2 separate regions of the Mus musculus genome follow, and region 1 is linked to region 2. Evidence: chromatin contacts called from public Hi-C data. All regions are on one chromosome and are shown on one strand. The core of a region is the stretch at or near the end of the contact, and the rest is flanking DNA. Distances in the headings are between cores, read along the strand shown.

What was found. Hi-C and Micro-C count contacts between places; a contact is called where the count stands out from the background.
Region 1: a contact with region 2 is called in a Hi-C map of olfactory sensory neurons, with 2.5 times the contacts expected there. The contact joins the promoter of 8030443G20Rik here to the enhancer-like site in region 2. A contact is called at or near these places in 1 of 39 promoter capture datasets (the C10 cell line), 1 of 15 datasets of contacts at CTCF or cohesin (the NIH/3T3 cell line), 10 of 484 Hi-C or Micro-C datasets (ECoMG myeloid progenitors, the F1.1 cell line, the HL-1 cell line and 7 more), 9 of 115 datasets of contacts at active chromatin or transcription factors (the 230-238 cell line, SST interneurons, bone marrow-derived macrophages and 5 more) and 4 of 9 other capture datasets (adipose tissue, embryonic stem cells, liver and 1 more).

Annotation. Positions count from the first base shown.
Region 1 is chr4:108,970,783-108,973,544 of GRCm38.p6, reverse strand. It overlaps 8030443G20Rik (RIKEN cDNA 8030443G20 gene), which reads left to right and starts at 1,468. Exons shown (of 6, transcript NR_040664.1): 1 at 1,468-1,566.
Region 2 is chr4:108,904,635-108,907,400 of GRCm38.p6, reverse strand. All of the region lies in intron 2 of Rab3b (RAB3B, member RAS oncogene family), which reads right to left. Among named protein-coding and RNA genes, the nearest start is that of Rab3b, 27 kb to the right of the region's middle. Within about 2 kb of position 1,315, at least 86 of the 459 cell types and tissues checked have an H3K27ac peak or open chromatin away from gene starts, as enhancers often do. A contact at or near this core is called in the 230-238 cell line, the HL-1 cell line, cortical neurons and 3 more, where this site is marked.

The sequences.
Region 1 (2,762 bases), core at 219-2,718, 66 kb before region 2:
GAAGGGGCCTTTCCCTATTTCCCTAGAACTGGTCCAACAGCCCAATTTCCTGTGCTCATCATCTGATCTGGGTCATTGTCTAAACCATTCAGAAGTTCCCTCCGGGATCAATGCCCCAGATTAGCATTCCGATCCTCACTCTCAGCCTGCTTGTCACCTCAGCCTGAAATGCTTCTTATTCTCCCTATTCACTTCTTCCCATCCACCAACGCTTAAGCTCAAGTCTATGTTCACAAGCATCTCTTTAGAAATTCTCTTAGCTTTTGAAGTGATATCTCTTCCTTGGGCTCTGAGGAAAGCAGTTCTCTCAGCACTGCTTCCCAAAAGGAATGATGTTCATGAAAAACAGGGTCTTTAACAAGCTGATGTCATCTTAGTAACCCCGAGGGCTGAGGTCACTAATGTCCTGATTCTGATTCCTGATGCTACGGTTGTGAGCGTCTGGTGTTTGTGACACTGAGACTTTATGTGGTTTGGGCACTATAAATGTATAGCAGTGACAGGGGTCTTATTTGGGGTGTTGAGGGAGGGAGGTGTGTTTCCAATTCTTCTCTCTCTCAATCTCTCTCTCTCTTTTTTGTTTTGTTTTGTTTTTGTTTTTTTTGAGACAGGGTTTCTCTGTATAGCCCTGGCTGTCCTGGAACTCACTTTGTAGACCAGGCTGGCCTCGAACTTAGAAATCGACCTGCCTCTGCCTCCCGAGTGCTAGGATTAAAGGCGTGCGCCACCACTGCCTGGCAATTCTTCTCTTCTTGAAGGGCTTCATTCAGTCAAGAAACACAGTTTGAACAGAGACTTATTCAGCACAGTAGCAGATATCTGTTTAGGAGAGAAGCATAAGCTTAGTCTGTAATGCTAGGCAAACCAAGCACGAAGAGGCCTGAAGTGGGCTGCCCCACAGAGAGAAGCATCAGGGTGGCTACTGCATTGTGGATTTTAAAGTGATTATATAAATATTTATGAGGTGGGTAGCATATTCATGTGGTAGGTAGGTGATGCTTATTCTGTCCCAAATTGTGGTGGACCAGTTTTTCCTTTTAGGTATTTTCCACCATGATTCCTACCAAGGGGGTGTGGCTGTCAAAACCATAACGAAAGTGATAGAATAATGAACTTAGGTCTTTTGAGGATTCAGACCCACCGATAGAGTACTCGTGGTGTCTTGGCTTCTGTGAGAAGAACCTAACGATCTTCAAGGATATGTAACAACAAAGGGACATTTCTGTTAGCAGATGTGTCAGCAGGATGTAATTACAGTTTGCCTTGGTTACCTCCTATCTTCCTTTACCCCCACCTATTTAGACAGGAACAGTGTCCTTCCTGGCATGGGTGGAAGCTTTCTTGGAAGCTGTCCTTGCAATTTAGCTGTGATTAGCTATAATAGATACAATCATACACGCAAGGACTGTGATGCCTTAAATATGCACTTGGGCTGCAGGGTGGGGGACGCTGTCTTGGGAGCCAGTTAGAGCCTTCCAAGACAGGTGGAACAATCCTCTTATCTGGTCAGCTTGGCTGTCTCATGCCCGCTGCAAGCCCTTTATTTCTCGCCCCGACTGTTCCCAGGTACACTTGTATTAACTTTAACATTCCTTTGAACCATAATATTTTGCTATCGCTGTGTTTTCCTTTGGTTTCTGTTGTGAGGAAAGGGGAGAAGTGGGTTTATTTAGCTTGACTGTTTACAAGGAAATGCACACAAGGAAACAGTTAAACTAAATATATGTTTACAGGGCATCAAGGAAAGCCAAAGCAGGAACCTGATAACGTGAACGGAAGCAGAGACCATGGAGGAAGACCGCTCCCTGCAGTCCCTGCTTGCTTCCCTGCCTTGCTCAGTCTGCAGTATATTTTTATACAACACAGGATCATCTGCCCACTCACAGAGGGCTAGACCCTCCCAAACCAATAATTCATCAAGAAAATACCCGATAGACTGGCTGACAGGCTAATCTGATGGGTATAATATTTCAGTTGGGGTTCCATTTTCCCAGGTGACTCTGATTAGTGTCAAGTTAGTAGAAGCACTCACAGTGACAGTTGCCCTTGAATTTCTGTTAACAAATGGGTAAAACATGGAATAGTCAAAACAATGTTTGATGAACAGTTTTAATTGTTTCGTGTGGTTCCTTGAAAGGGACCACATATTTTAGTACTCTGAGAAGCCTGTCAAAGAGTTTTTCACTAGACTACTCAGCTTGTGTATTATTGACTCTCAGCCAGCTGACACAGTCTTTATTTTCTTGCTGACCAAGACCTGGGGCTTGTTTACCGGTTCCATTGTGATGACTCATTAAGTCTGAGGCAATAAGAACCAAGGAATGTGTGACCCTGTGATGGACTGAGCTGTGCCACCCAACAAATTCATGTGTTCATATCCTAACCCCAGATGACTATCGTGGGAGGTAGGATCTTTGAGAACGCAATCAAGGCAAACAAGGTCACAAGGATGAGGCTCCAATCCTTCACGACCATGTTCTTATGAGAACAGGCAGAAACAATTTTGGCACTAGAAACTGAGCCCATCATAACCACATATTCAATAGATTACTGAACGCTAGCCACCCATTCTGGAATGAGGTTGAACTTTTTTTCTTTTTTGGAACAGGGTCCCGTGTATCCCAGGCCTGCCTCAAACTCCCTAAATAGCTGAGGCTGGCCTAGCTTATAGAGTGCTGAAGTCCAAACCCAGGGTGTCAGACATTTTAGGTGTTTGGTTTTGGACCCTGTGAAAAGGAACCGGGGTGTGCATCTTACATATC
Region 2 (2,766 bases), core at 66-2,565:
GGCTCCAAGGAATTACATTGTAATATACATTATAATGTATCCCTAGTCAGGGCATAGTGATTGTTACAATCAAATAATAATTGCCAACATGCATTGAGTCCATAGCATCAGGATCTATGGCAGGTAATTTCCGGGTATTAATGCTGCAACAACCCTCATAAAGAGACTTTGAGTTGAGCAGTCTAAAGGGAACTCAAGAGTACTCACCAACGTTACAAGTTGACAAATGCAAGGGACTCAGGGTTTGACCCGTGTTATACTGCCTTCCCTGGTCCCAAGCTACTTAAGTTATACCTGGCTTTCTAACTTTGGGGCCCAAGGATCATGGCACTCCTCTCCAATTTCTTTTTCCTACTTTTTTGCCACCTTAAGTCCCCAACAGCCTGTTTTGTTGTTGTTATTGTTGTTGCTTTTTTTTGAGACAGTTTATCTGTGTAACAGCCCTAGTTGACCTGGAACTCACTCTGTAGACCAGGCTGTTCTGTAGACCAGAACTCACAAGATCTTCCTGCATCTGTCTGCTGAGTACTGACTAGCATTAAAGGTTCGGGCAACCAAGTCCAGCCTCAACAGCCTATTCTGAAAAGTTCCTGTTTCCTTTGCCTGGAGCAGCTATAGCCCCAGCCCTCCTAAACCAACTCCTGCTTGTCATTCAGAATTCAGCTTGCCCACTTCTTCCTCTAGGATTCCATTTCTCTCCAATAACCACAGGCAGCAGTCACGGCTGAGGGCAGGGAGTTACAAAAGGGTAGGGCAGGCAAGTACTAATTCCTATAACTTCCTGAGAGGTTCCTTTTTCATACTCGTTGTACAGATGAGGCTGAGGTTAAATACCTTGCCTGAGGTCACACAGCAGGTAAAGAAAGACCCGAACCAGGGGGTCTGACCTGACAGCCTTCCTAATTCTCTGCTGTATCTGCTCTATGAATTACCAAGGTGTGCAGCAAAGTAGTTCACACACTGGGCCACCTCCCCAGTCCCTACTTACAGGGTTTAAATGAAACACTGTAAGCACCATGAAGGTGCCATGAGGGGGCAGCAGGAAGGCTAGGGATTTGAGGATCAAGTGCATTTAAGTTCACCCACACACACACACCTCCCCAATCCCCCTCCCCTGGCTCTGCCACTTCCTAGCATGTGACCTTGAGCCAGTTATTTGGCTCCCTGAGAGCTAGACTTAACTGCAAAATAGTGCTGTCAATAATATTCTTCTCTGGGCACTGATGGGAGGGTAAAAGGGGTGTTGTGACAGTGCTCCGGCAGCTGACGAGCTCTGTATAAACATGAGTCATGTTCATTCAACTTACAGTTTGCCCTCAATCTGCTGCTCTTTCCTCTGGAGCCAGCAAGCCTCAGATTCCTCAGGGGCGGGAGGCAGGAGATGGGAGGCGGGAGGGAGGCGCTAAGAAGTACACAGAGAGATGAGCAGAAGCTGCAGAACATACTTCGGCTAGAAGAAAATTCAAAGGCTAATTAAGCCTCTGCTGGTGGTTAATTTCCATGCCAGGCTTTGAGCTTAATCACTTGATACAGCAACACACTGGTGAGGGAGAGAGAGCTCTATCCAAAGAGGACCATCTTTCTCTTCTTATGAAAAAAATCGGCACCTCACGGCAGCCTGAGCAGAAGGTATCTTCAGAATCATCTCAGGGTTTCTTTCTCTGTTCGCAAGTTCTTCTCCCTTTCTTTCCTATTTCTTCCCTCCCAAGGCTAGCAAAAGAATCTGGAAGCTTAGAACCCTTTTGAAAACTGTCAGTTTGGGGGCTGGGGAGATGGCTCAGTGGTTAAGAGCACCTGGGTTCAATTCCCTAGCACCCACATGAAACTACAGTTTCAGAGGATCTGATGCCCTCATCTGGCCTCTGTTGAAAAGGTCAGCTCAGGAACTTTGGGACGGTCATGGAACACTTGCCCTGCCCCTCCAGAAAGGAGAGGCTAATTAACATTCCTCATACCCCAGGCAGGAACCTGCCTGCAGATGGGGACATATCCCACAGAACAGACAAGGGTGAGCTTGTTTAGAAGTAGCTCCTTCGATTACACTCTCCATTCTCAGGATACCAGCAGTCCAGTTTAATAGGAAACACCAAACATGAATCAGTAGTGGCAGAAAGATCCAGCAGAAACCGCAAGGCTCCACCAAAGTGGCCAGAATCAGCCAGAATACCATGAGAAGAAGTTCTTTGGCACATTTCTCTCTAGGAAAAGAAGACCAACGTAGACCAGAGAAGACTATCGAAGACCAGCGAAGAAATGAAGTGTTGCAAGGCATAATAATGCATGAATGTCCTCTCACTGTTTGTGGGTTCCATTTATATTCTTTCTAACTATCACTTACCCTCTCAAGTGTCTGTTTTCAACAAAACATCACATGTGCTTTCACAAGACAGCTTCCAGAAAAACATCACGTGACACAACTGAGATGTTAAAGAAACCAGAAATTTCCACTTAAGCGTGCTGTTGCGCTTAGCTTGTCACACGGAGGAAGGGATCTGAACCGAGGCTCTCACACTTGCACAGCAAGTCCTTCAGCCACTGAGTCACCTCCTTAGTCCCCAGAACCCTTACTCTTGACAAGGCTTCCTGCTCGGTGCCAGAGATGCAGGCGTGAGACCCACGGCCCTGGGGAACTTCAGACTGGGGAGGAGACAGGTGTGTTCTAAACACTTACAGTACAGATGGCAGACATGGGGAATTAAGAGGGCTTTAACCCAGGCTTGGGGACCCAGAACAGATGATACTTGGACTGAGGGTTTAAAGTCAATT